Linked DNA regions of Sus scrofa: region 1 is linked to region 2. The links are chromatin contacts, called in public HiChIP or PLAC-seq maps. All regions are on one chromosome and are shown on one strand. Each heading gives the region's core, a stretch centred on a gene start, on an enhancer-like site or on the middle of the called end of the contact. The rest is flanking DNA. Distances are from core to core; before and after follow the strand shown. Region 1 overlaps TRA2A (transformer 2 alpha homolog). Region 2 overlaps KLHL7 (kelch-like protein 7).

What was found. HiChIP or PLAC-seq counts read pairs in DNA pulled down with a chosen protein or histone mark.
Region 1: an H3K27ac HiChIP or PLAC-seq map of alveolar macrophages shows a contact between it and region 2. The contact joins two enhancer-like sites. A contact is called at or near these places in 1 of 5 promoter capture datasets (fetal liver) and 1 of 2 datasets of contacts at active chromatin or transcription factors (alveolar macrophages).

Annotation. Positions count from the first base shown.
Region 1 is chr9:92,316,218-92,322,941 of Sscrofa11.1, forward strand. The region is part of intron 1 of TRA2A (transformer 2 alpha homolog); the gene reads right to left. Among named protein-coding and RNA genes, the nearest start is that of TRA2A, 4.0 kb to the right of the region's middle. Within about 2 kb of position 1,569, at least 2 of the 83 cell types and tissues checked have an H3K27ac peak or open chromatin away from gene starts, as enhancers often do. A contact at or near this core is called in alveolar macrophages, where this site is marked.
Region 2 is chr9:91,963,878-91,970,571 of Sscrofa11.1, forward strand. It overlaps KLHL7 (kelch-like protein 7), which reads left to right. Exons shown (of 12, transcript XM_021063445.1): 10 at 1,240-1,441; 11 at 4,784-4,881; 12 at 6,426-6,694. Among named protein-coding and RNA genes, the nearest start is that of NUPL2, 14 kb to the right of the region's middle. Within about 2 kb of position 1,309, at least 5 of the 83 cell types and tissues checked have an H3K27ac peak or open chromatin away from gene starts, as enhancers often do. A contact at or near this core is called in alveolar macrophages, where this site is marked.

The sequences.
Region 1 (6,724 bases), core at 319-2,818, 350 kb after region 2:
AAGAACTGAAACTGCAAACAGAAAGATAAACTGAAATATTGAGAAGGGGTGTTATCTCTCCTGTTTCTGTAGACACTACACTTAACCTGCTCTTAAAGCTGTCCAGTCAAGGAGTTTAGCAAATTCCTCAGTACCCTCCATTTGGATGCACCAACCATTAAAAATAGTGTTTACCTGACATAGATTAATGATTCACCCAAATCATGCCAGAAATTTCAACAGAAACATAGTTCGACAGGCTTCCAGTCTACCTTACCTACTATAAACCATGAGCCTGGCAGAAAATTCTCACAGTACAACCTGCTTAGTGTCCATTTGTTCTGTAAACTATTCTCTATCAATTAGAAGGCTGTAGTGGTAGCCGAAGGACATAGCCAAAAACAAAGAGGAGCTAACAATGAGTACTCAGAAAGTATTACAGAGACTCCCCACTTCCCTTAGATTATAAAAATTTAGCCCACCTAATCCTTGGGGAAGAGCCTCCTTGTCTGCCTGCCTGAATCTCCCACAAGCATCTATCTTAATAAATCTATTTCTTGCTTATCAAAAAAAGAAAGTACTATAGAGTATCGAATACAAGCAGCTTAAAAACTATTTTTCTTTTCTGTATTAAAATAGTTGTATTTTATACACTGTAAATAACCTCACTAACAATGTACTATTTTTTTAATCATGAAAAAAGCTGACTAAATATGCACATGCTGCTGCAGAACATGAGAACAATTCTAACAGCAAACACTAATTGCAATGTCACTTAATACAGCTAATAGTTAGAGATGGAAAAAAAATCCAAGTAAAATCCATTAAAATAAACCTATATAAATGCTACACTGTGACCCTAATATTATGGCAAAGCAAATTCTGTCCCAAGTACCAGGTTTACACAAATCCAAGTCTATATGAATATAGCATAAGCTTTTTTCTAAAAAAAAAAAAAAAAACAAAAACAAAAAAAAACGGATTTTTTTTTTTTAGCATAAGCTTTTAATACAAATTTTTTCAAAATATATTTTCCCACTCCTTGGTGAAATTAGAGATTTCCATAGAAATCATCTAGTGTATTTACGTAAATTGTATTTTTTTTGGGGGGGTACTTAAATTATCCAAATAACTATAATATTTATTGTACCAAGAACTTCATTCTTTAGGACTTGTGGGAAACCTTCTGTGTTACTCAATTCTTTCATTTTATATGGTGCTTCTTTTTCAGACTCTCAGGTTTACAAAAGAAATACTCTTACTCTCTAACTCCAATTGCTCATTAACATTAGCTATTTTTATTTAGTCTTTTTAGGGCTGCACCTGCAGCATATGGAAGTTCCCAGGCTAGGGGCTGAACTGGAGCTGCAGCTGTTGGCCTACACCACAGCTACAGCAACACCAGATCCCAGCTAGATCTTTGACCTATACCACAGCTGGTAGCAACGCAAGACCCTTAACCCACTGAGCCACAACCACAACACCCTCATTAGCGTTATTTATTTTTAGGACTGCACCCATGGCACATGGAAGTTCCCAGTTAATCGGAGCTACCACTGCCAGCCTATGCCAGATCTGAGCTGCATACGCAACCTAAACTGCAACTGGCAGCAACTCCAGATGACCCTTAACCCACTGAGTGGGGCCAAGGATTGAGCCTGCATCCTCACGGATACTAGTCGGGTTCACTACGAGCCACAACGGGAACTCCTCATTAACTATTTTTAAGTGATAATTTCCCTTCTCTTAAAAGTCATACCAGCATGCTGCATTCTAAGTGAGATTAAAGTCTTTGTATCAAAAAAGACTCACAGATACTCTAACTTGTATGTTTTTTGTGTAACATATTATTTAGAAATTGGCATTTATACATATATAATCAAATTTAAATTCATGTTACAACTATTAAATTACCTATAAAATTTACAAATCTTCTGTACTAATTTCAAACATGGTTCATAAAATGACCAGCTTATATGCTGTGATCAATTGTAACTCCAAAAAGCTCGTGTCTAAGTGGCAATTTCGAAGGCATAGAAAACTAGTGTAAAAGGACTTAAAGTGGTTTAGCTATATTAGAAACTAAGAGCAACTAAAAACTAAGAACCTTTTACAGAAGTGCCATGGAGTATTTACAAATCTTGAATAAGCAAGATTACAGGACCTCAGTTTTAAGGGAAAAAAACAAGGATAACTGTTCTTCTACCTCACACTGGTCAGGCCTAGTCACTCACACATTTAGTGAAAATCATGAGTTCATAAGGATTATACAAAACTATAAATGGAAGTAACTTAAATGAGGTAGGAAAAAACCACATTTCCTTTTGTTCTTTTCAACTTGTTTTATTTATTTATTTATGTCTTTTTGTCTTTTCTAGGGCCACACCAGTGGCATATGGAGGTTCCCAGGCTAGGGGTCAAATCGGAGCTGTAGTCGCTGGCCTACACCACAGTCACAGCCATGTCAGATCCCAGCTGTGTCTTCGACCTACACCACAGCTCATGGCAACAACGGATCCTTAACCCCCTGAGTGAGGCCAGGGATCGAACCCGAAACCTCTTGGTTCCTAGTCAGATTCGTTAACCACTGAGCTATGATGGGAACTCAAACTTTTTTTTTTTTAAACAGTGTCTATTGATTCTTTTCCCCATCTGATCATTACCATTTTTTCACTTCCACTCTTTCCTACTAAATCTGTTAGGACATGTGAACAAATAATCAGATTCACTCACTGTTTGTGGTCCCTAGGTTAGTTACTTGATGCCTGAATACCCGCTAATGCTATCAAAGAGGTTTTCACTGTTCACAAGTTCTAAAACACTATTATGCTGATTATTCATGACCATTTCACACTTGTTATACTACAAATGTTATATCATGAGTAAATAACTTCAGTTCATTTACAAAACTAAGTCCATGAACAATGTTTACCTGTATTTTTTAATGACTCTCATTCCTAAATATTTAAATCTCTTGATATTCTTTCAGATCTCAAAACAACTTAAACTTATTTTAGGAATGGTACAAATCATAAGAAGGATCTATGACAAATCTATAAAATTACAGTTAGGCATCGTGGATACAATTAGTTGCAGAGCTCCTTTAAAAAATCCCACTTTCTGCTTAGATTGAGCAAATTACTACCCCTCAGTGAGAGAATCTCGTATATAAAAATCTTCCCCCATTTCTGCTATTCTTTAACAAGCTATCTTAATACACACAAATTTAAATTCCAAATCAAAACAGCCAAATTTGTGTTTTGCTCTTTATTTTTATCATACGATTAATCATTTCATATATTAAGAGGGGAACACTGGGAGTCTGTTTTATAATATTCCAGGTATTCAAGAAGCCAGAACAAGCTCTGAATAAAGGAGGAAAGAATAAGGACTATCTTTCCTCTTTATCCTACAAAGCACAGACAATTGTGGAATTATAATAAGACCCTTACATGATAAAAAAAAAAAGTCTTTAACCTCTTTTAAAAACACCAATATAAATTTGTGGGCCATTGTGAAAGAAAAAAATTAGAAACAACTCATTCTTTTTATGAAGATGACATGCAAAACTCATAGTTCAAGTACCAACCTCACTGCCAGCTCCAAAAGACATTTCCTCTTAAGGTTCTGTTAACTTGATATACATGTCACAAACAAATTGCTCATGTTGGCCTATTTTAATGGCACTACTATTCTCCTGGATCCCTTGAAAATGTCTATTCAGTTTAGACCTAATTTTTCATAAGCTCCTACCTTAAATATTTCAAGTGTGCCCTGCTGATCTTCCTGTACCGGTCTCTGTTCTTTGCTAAAATTCACTATGCCATCCAAGAATTAAGAATCCATAGACAGCTCATTAGTGAATACTAGATTAAGTCCAAATTCCTAAAACTAAAATTCGAAATGCTTCAATACCTGACTAGTCAAATCTATCATGTCTCATTACTCTAGCAACCTCACTGTTCCACCCTTACAATGTTCATATTTCCCTAATCATAAGAGCCAATGTACTTTTTCCATACTAAAGCTTTCCCTTTCTCATAGGCACACAAAACTGCTTCAAATTCTTTATTAATTTTATCACATACCACTTCATCATATACTTACTTTTACCCAGATATGAGCTGTCAGTCATCTCAAATCAGACTCCAAGTTCTCTTTCCCTTAAGAACACCTGGCTTTTACTAAAAAGGCAGCAGATGCTCAAAAGTTTTACCTCGAGTAGAAGGCAATTTTGTTGGTTAACTGTCAGTGTTACTTACGACAAAATTTAGTCAATTATATTTTCTTTCCTAAAGGTCTTTTATTCTAGTCCTTTAAAATGCAAGAGATATTAATCTATAATGGAAAAGCAAGCTCCTGTAGCTGTTTTTAGCAAACTCCATAACTGCTCTGAGACACTGAAGTGCAGTGTACTCTTTTCAAAAAAGTAACCAAAAATATACAGCATAGTGTATGTATGAAATGAGCAACGGACTGGTACTTGTAAACAGTCCTATTTCTTCCATGTGTTTCCAGTCTCTAGAAAGTTATCCTCTAATTTTAAGAATCTTTTCAATAAGATAGAGTTAATATGCACTATTAATATTGACTCTGTACACTTAGCAAATGAAATCTGAATACTGACCCATCAATTTTAGTCAATTCTCTATTTCAGTCAAAAAGTTTGAGATACAACAACTACTTAAAACACTTCGGAAAGATCATCTGAAAACACTTTTTTGAGCCTCTCTGAAAGGTTATAACATTTACTATTTATTTATTTAGTTTAGGGCCACCCTCACAGCACATGGAAATTCCCAGGCTAGGGGTTGAATCAGAATTGCAGCTGCTGGCCCATGCCACAGTCACAGCAACGTGGGACCCAAGCAGTGTCTGAGACCTACACACAGCTTGTGGCAACGCTGGATCTTTAACCCACTGAGTAGGGCCAAGGATCAAATCCCGGTCCTCATGGATACTTGTCAGATTGGTTACCGCTAAGTCACAACAGGAACTCCGGTTATTACATTTAGGTACAAAAATACAACAAATGTATTCTATAAAACCTTTTTAAAAAAATTTAAATAAATTTTATTGGACTATAGTTGATTTAGAAAGTTGTGTGAATTTCAAGTGTACAGCACAGTAAATCAGTTAAACATATTTTATAAAATCTTTCTAAACTGCTGGTTTGTGGTTAGCAGATAAAAGATCACTGTAATTTAAAAACTAAAAGCATTGGTGAATATGAAATTGCCTTGAGAATCAAAAAAAGGTACACACTCAGAAAAGTTTCTAGCATTCTTCTAATTCTTCAACCAATTATGAATAAAGACAATTACCTCAACCTACAAAAAAGTAATATAAGTAACAGGTGAACCTATTCATTACTCAATTTGGTTCATTTCATACCTGGGTATCACGTGTGGGGAAAAATTTTTTCTATAACCACAAACGTTGTAAAAGGGGAGGAAAAAGAAGGCAAAAACTTTTTCTCTATTAAAAGAAATTAAGTGCCATGCATTTTAGGTTAAAATTGGGTGGGAACCTTACATGTATTACTTTCTTGGATGGGTAAGGTAACAATCATCAAGAACTTGCTCCTTCCTTAACCTGATGACTAAATAAAATTTTAAAAAAATAAAGGAAAACAAGGTCTCAGATAGTAGTCCTCTTCACTTCTCCACAAACCAAAACAAATACCAACTTCTCGAGATTATAGTGAAGTTAATTTAAGAGGCAGCAAAATTTCTTCCATAGCCACCTAACATTTTCAAAACAAGAAGCAGCTCACAACTATCCCCAAATATCATTACGTGATTTTTAAAAAGTTTTGTTGGGATAATCAATACCACCCATTCTAAAAAATTCAGTAAGCTCAACTATTCCTTTCTATCTATGACCCAGAAATATGACCTAGAGAAACCCAATCTTAAAGGCATTAAAGATAACTTTTTTTGGTTTCCAATCTCAAAAAGAACAAAAGCCTAAATCGACCCTCTGATTTAACTGTCTGGTTCCAGATGCTTATCTTATGAGTTTCTAAAAAAAGACAAAACTCATTCCATCCACACACCTTAAGTGTTTTTTGTTTTCTTTCTTTCTTTTTGCGTTTCCCCTAGTAACCAGAATACCAACACAAGAGCAGAAAAATGCTGCCTGAGGACTTTCTTTTCCGAGTCTTACACTAATTCACTTCCATCAATTTTCACTAAGAAAGTTACTTCGGAAATTTAACCCAATCATCGCTAAATGTTCAGTACATTTAAGCTGAAGATAACCTATCTTTGTGATGTTTATATTTACCGACCCAAAATAATGAAAAACTTTGATCCCTCTTTGCTGGAGGATGGGCTGAGAAGGGAAATGGGAGAGGGTCTGTACTTTGAAGGTATCCTTTTGAGCTGAGAGGATAGCATACACTATTGCAAAAATACTGAGCCATGAAATTTGTTCGGTTATGTAAGATTAAGACAAAAGATTCCCTCTTTTGCTTTTTACCGTCAAAACCTGTCAAGTAGTGGTCAGTGTTTAGACGAAAGGTCATAGGAAGAAAAAGCATTTGAAGTTGAGATATAGAGAAAGAAGAAAAAACCCAACATCAAGGAATCAGAAAAGGCATTATAGCATTTTCACATTCATTGTGCAGTGAAAGGAAAGCAGAAGGGACATTAAGGGAAAAAGGGCTCCTTGCGTAGTTTTCCCCTCACAGCTCTCGTCTTAAGAACGCTTAAGGGTCGGTGCGGTCGTTGACTAACCACTT
Region 2 (6,694 bases), core at 59-2,558:
AGGAAAAAAGCACTTGATCTTTAATACTATCACTTTCTAAAACTTTTTTTTTCAACTTTTTTTTTCCTTTAGGGCCATATATGAAAGTTGCCAGGCTAGGGGTCAAGTCAAAGCTGCAACTGCCAGCCAACACCACAGCCACACCAACGCCAGATCCAAACCATGTCTGCAACCTACACCATAGCTCACAGCAATGCCAGATTTTTTAACCCACTAAGCAAGGCCAGGGATCAAACTCACATCCTCATGGAAAACTAGTCAGATTCTTAACCCTTCGAGCCACAATGAAAACTCCTCTAAAACTCTTTATTGAGCTCCTATAATGTGCAAAAGTAGCAAAACAGGGAGAGTGTGTTTGCCATTAAACTGTATAATCAAAGTATACCAGAGTGTATACTCAAGAATGGACCAGCATGACTTCAGGGCCTACCCACACAACCACTGAGAGTAGTCAGGAAGAATAGTTTTGTTAATGATGTTTTGGCTCTTATAGAAAATTAAATGACAAGACTATACTGTGAGCTAGTAGTTTTCATATTTCAGCATGTGGATTTACCCTCTGTAAATGGCTATGCTTTTCCCATCTATATAAACATTTGAAGTTCAGTTATTAATCCTCATCATGGATAACCGGGCCGGAAGTCATGCATAATGTCTTACTTGATTTTCCTTTTGAAATAAAAAGTTTATACAAAATTTTTAAGTTTAATTACCAATAAATAACTCTCTCCAGCCGATCCTTTTTTCAATATTTTCCAAAGTCTCTGCAAACAGGAGTATCTTTCTTTGTTTGTTTGTTTTGTTTTTTTTTTTTTTTTGCCTTTTCTTGGGCTGCTCCTGAGGCAGTGTGGAGGGTCCCAGGCTAGGGATCGAATCGGAGCTGTAGCCACCGGCCTATGCCAGAGCCACAGCAACACGGGATCCGAGCCATGTCTTCGACCTACACCATAGCTCACAGCAACGCCGGATCCTTGACCCACTGAGCGAGGCCAGGGATTGAACCCGCAACCTCATGGTTCCTAGTTGAATTCGTTAACCACTGCGCCCACAACAGGAACTCCAGGAGTATCTTTTTCTTAAACTATTTCTGTGTTTTGCTGTTGTTGATTCAGTATAAAAAAGACTTTATAACCCTAAATTCTTTCCTCCAGTAATTAACAATGCAGTTCTACAGTCAGCTCACTCCAAGCTCACACACACACACGACGTTAAGCTTGATGGGGTCCTTTTCTTTTATAGGAAACTCAGCTCTGTATTTATTTGAGTGCTACGATACGAGAACTGAAAGTTGGCACACAAAGCCCAGCATGCTGACTCAGCGCTGCAGCCACGGGATGGTGGAAGCCAATGGCCTGATCTATGTTTGTGGTGGAAGTTTAGGAAACAATGTTTCTGGGCGAGTATTGAATTCCTGTGAAGTCTATGATCCTGCCACAGAAACGTATGTATCAATTTAAAACTCTTATTTCACAATTAATTGTATTCTGTAAGCTCAATGGAAGATGTCAAAAGCCAGAAGGAACCCAAAGGAAGGATTTTTATTCTCACATTAAGAATGTACATACAGGGATTTCCCGTCATGGCTCAGTGGTAATGAACCCAGCTAGTATCGATGAGGATACAGGTTTGATCCCTGGCCCCACTCAGTGGGTTAAGGATATAGCGTCACCATGAGCTGTGGTGTAGGTTGCAGACACAGCTTGGATCCTGCATTGCTGTGGCATATGGTGGCAGCTGCAGCTCTGATTCGACCCCCTAGGCTGGGAATCTCCATATGCTGTGGGTGCAGCCCTAAAAAGACAAAAAAAAAAGGGGGGGGGAATGTACATACGGTTTTGAATGTGCTGGGGGCAGGGGGCATGTTTACAGCCTGGACTCTTCTCTACACCTTAAGAGATAGTTTTACCTTATACCCTGTAGGATTCCCTCTCTTTCTGTTCCTGCTTGTGCAATAAATGCCTGTGAATGAGACAAATATGACTGATTCATCAAATTCATAAAGTATTTTTCTTTGAGAGATTGGCAGGTGTGTGTTGGGGGGGAGACAGTTTATGATCAATAGTAAATTTGCCTTTCATTAGACGTATTTACATATTGGTCCACTGCATTAATGAATCACACCCCTAGATATACTGCCCTTTTTTGAGTTTCTGCTTTGCTAAAGTATGTTTGGATTCATATTTATTAAATAAAATTATTCTTAAATCAACTGGGAAGCAAATAACTTGCTTTTAAAAAAGGTAGAATACTAACAAAAAATCGAATGGTTAGCCAGTTTTTCTGATCGTGGTGGAAGCCATTCAATATAGCTAAAGGAAATGTGCTAGCTATTGAATAGTGGGGTGGTGGTATAGTGTAATTAACTAACAAGGAATTGAACAATGCTCTTACATTTTCCTAAGTGAAAAGCTGGTGTGAATATAATTATCCATATCTCAAAATGAAAGATGTTATATACTACTATGATTTCCTTTCTAATATGTGATGTTCCCCCAGCTTATTTTTGGTAAGACTATTTCTTCCCAATTTGGACAGTTATTTTAGTGAGGGTTTTTTGGTTTTTTTTGTTTTTTTTTTTTTGTATTTTTGTCTTTTCAGGGCTGTACCTGCAGCATATGGAGGTTCCCAGGCGCTAGGGGTCAAATCGGAGCTGTAGCTGCTGGCGTACACCACAGCCACAGCAACACTGGATCTGAGCCGCGTCTGTGACCTACACCAGAGCTCAGGGCAACGCCGGATCCTTAACCCACTAAGCGAGGCCAGCAACCGAACCTTTGTCCTCATGGATGCTAGTCAGGTTCATTAACCACTGAGCCAGGCAGGAATGCCAATAAATGCAATAAATGTTTTTTTAACTAGAATATGTTTAATTGGAAGCTAAGAAATGAAACATATGGAAACACCATGCAAACAGAATTTTAAGAAAAGCTGCTGAACACTAAACTCAGGTTGGGAAGAGTGATGACCTAGTACATACTCTGCATGTGAATTACAAGAGGAAGGAACTGTGTTTTGTGGGACTTCCTTAATTTGAAATTTCAGCAGACTCAGAGATACGTAAAAACATTCTTACTTTATATCAAAGACATATTTAGAGAAGAAAGGTATATGTATATGGAATTCTTTCTACAGCAGACACTGTTTAATGCACTTTGACAGCTCACTGTGGCAAGGCCTTGGGGGCAGGGAACAGGCTCTCCCATTTTGGAGCTGTCTGCTGGTCTTTTTACCTGGAGGAGCATGTGCATTTATCCTGAAAAACAGGAGGGCCTGCCCAACTCACCTTAACTAAATGCTCAGAAAGTGGGAGTGGGGACTGTCAAACCATTTTAAAGACAGACCAAAAATATATAAACATAAGGCAACAAAAGTGTTGTTAGTTTTTCAGAATTCATCATTATGCTGTGTATTTTGAAAAGTTAAATTATTAAATTTTTTAAAAGAGAGTTATAAATAATCAGAGACTTATACTTGTGCCACATTTCCCTTTTGTTGTTGTTTGGAGTCTTTTGGCTTATATCAGTTGTTAAGAGCACAAGCCTGTGTGCCATCTTCACAGTCACAAATGTCAGTTGTACATATGGGGGTGTATGCAGAAGAGGTGGTTGGATCTCATAACCAAAAAAACAAAATAACTGAATAAAGTTGACTGTGTTTAATGCTGCTACCTGTGAATTAGTCTCCTTCAATACTTGTATCCACATTTACACTCTCAGTCTCATTCTTCTTAGTAGTGCCTGAAACACAGCAACATACTAATGTTACTAAGTGTGACAGAATAATAGTGCTGTAGTTTCTAGAGCTGGCTAAAATTCTGTGTGTATTTAAACATGAACAAGTAAATAGTAAAGAGATATGCTCATTTGCCATTTGCTAGAGGCCCGTGATAAATTTGTTTTACTTTTTTTACTTACTCTTACATTATTGCCTTATATTTTCTTACGTATCTTCCCCTTCTTTTTTTGTTACTATTGCCAACCAAAAATTAACAGTTGGCATTTACCTCTACAAGGATTAAATCATGAGCCAGTGCAGCTGCTGACCTTCAGCACCTGCTAAAAGAAGTTCAGGGTGGAGATGAGGAATGAGACACTCTGTTCTCTGGGAGAACTGGCAGAAACAGGCCTTCAGATAGTTAGAAATTTTCAGAGGAAGATTTTTTGAGCCCAGTTTTTGCATCTCCTTATAACTAGAAAAGCACTAGAATTATTCATGGTGACATCCGCTCCTCGTGACTAGCAGTAACCTTCTGCAAAATGTGTGCTCACCTTTATGTATCCGCCTTTAGTGAAATCATATATATACTGACCTTTCCCCTACCTCTTTGGAGCACTTTCTTAGAGCTATCTGAAATGCTGTCTGCTGGGCTATAGTCCCCATTTTACTCCAAATAAAACTTAACTCATAGCTCTCACATTGTGGGTTGTTTTTTTTTTGTTTTTTTTTTTTTCCCTGTTGACACTATTTTACCAGTTATTATGAACTACAGGAAATGGATTTTTTCCCAAAGACATGTTAATAGTCTCCACATATCATCTCTTTCTTCCTGTTGGAGTTGAAAAGGATAAAGTCCCCTTTTACCCCACCTATAAATAAATAGGTGTTAAACTTTTGTTTTCTATCTTTCCAAATGTGTGTGTGCATGCACGCATGTGTGTGTGTGTGTACGTACACATAAGTGAGTGGTAAATGCATGCTTGGTTGGGATAACAGACTTCTTATAAATTAGTATGAGTCCTTTTACTTCTTGTGAACAAGTACACTGAAAACTTTATTTTTTCAGATGGACTGAACTGTGTCCAATGATTGAGGCCAGGAAGAATCATGGACTGGTATTTGTAAAGGACAAGATATTTGCTGTGGGTGGTCAGAATGGCTTAGGTATGTGATATAATTCACTGTTCAACTTTCCCAATGAACTTGCTGCTATCTCCTTATCTTAAATTTATAGGAATGTTTCTTAAGATCTACATACATGCATTGATTACATACATTGTCATACTTATTTTTAGTTTCTGGGAACTAACATTTTATGATACATTATATGTACATTTAACATTCCTGAAGTTCTTGGCTCAGCAGGTTAGGAACCCGACATAGTATCCATGAGGATGTGGGTTCATTCCCTGGCTTGCTCAGTGGGTTAGGGATCAGGTGTTGCTGAAGCTGCTGTGTAGTTCACAGATGTGGCTCAGATCCTGCATTGCTGTGGCTGTGGTGTAGGCTAGCAGCTTAAGCTCTCATTCAACCCCTAGCCCAGGAACTTCCACATGTTGTAGGTGTGGCCTTAAAAAAAAAAGTAATTCCTGTTCATGAAATGTGGGTAATGGCCACCAGCAGTCATTGTGACAGTTGGAGACAGCTTTCACACATTTCCAAATACTCTTAGGTAATGGTATCACACTAGCTTAAGAGCTGTCGAGTTATAGAAACATTCGAACTTTAATACAACTTTTAAAACTGTTAAGTTTAACTTTTAGGGTCGTATCCAGGATTTGAATGGCAAAGTTTCTTAAACGTTTTTAAACCTTGCATGAAAACATCAATATTCTCCTTTTCAATGAGTAAATTTGATCTTTTTATTTTCTTTTTCTTTGAATATTATTATTATTATTTTTTGTCTTTTGTCCTTTTAGGGCCACACCCGTAGCATGTGGAGGTTCCCAGGCTAAGGGTTTAATCAGAGCTGTAGCCACCGGCCTATGCCAGAGCCACAGCAATGTGGGATCCAAGCCTCGTCTTTGACCTACACCCACAGCTCACAGCAACGCAGGATCCTTAACCCACTGAGTGAGGCCAGGGATTGAACTCAAAGCCTCATGGTTCCTAGTCGGATTCGTTTCCGTTGCACCACGACAGGAACTCCGATCTTTTTATTTTCTTAAGTAATACTGTACTAAATAATCTTAAATAACTGCTTTTAATAATGTATAGTGTGGACTGAATCTATAGATAATTCACAATGCTCATTTTAGTCAGTACCTTTAATCATCACTTAAGTATAACAAAGAAATAACTTCTTTTCTTCTGTTTTTCTCCATTGCTGTTTTTCCATAAACTTCTAAAAGATGGTAGAAGGAAAAAGGACATTTGAATGATTATAATCAAACTTAATCAGAAGAAAACTTCACTAACTGGTCTACTTTTTAATCTTTCCATAACAGGTTATTTTTAATTTTATAGAATAAATGTAAATATTCATGAGTCTAAAATGACAAAAATCAAGTTACATTTCTGTTATGTTAAAATGAGAACAAGAATTTAGATGGTAGATGTGTGGGCATTCACTGTAAAATTTTTACATCTTTTCTGCATGTTTGAAGTTTTTCATAATAAAATGTTTGGAAAAATGCAAAGAATTTTTTAATTCTTTAAGAGATCTTAGGATTTTCATTAGTTGTTCATGCTGTTTTATTCCTTTGAAGGTGGTCTGGACAATGTGGAATACTATGATATTAAATTAAATGAATGGAAGATGGTCTCACCAATGCCATGGAAGGGTGTCACAGTGAAGTGTGCAGCAGTTGGTTCTGTAGTTTATGTCTTGGCTGGTTTTCAAGGTGTGGGTCGGTTAGGACACATCCTTGAGTACAATACTGAAACAGATAAGTGGGTCGCCAACTCCAAAGTCCGTGCTTTTCCAGTAACAAGTTGTTTAATTTGTGTTGTCGATACTTGTGGAGCAAATGAAGAA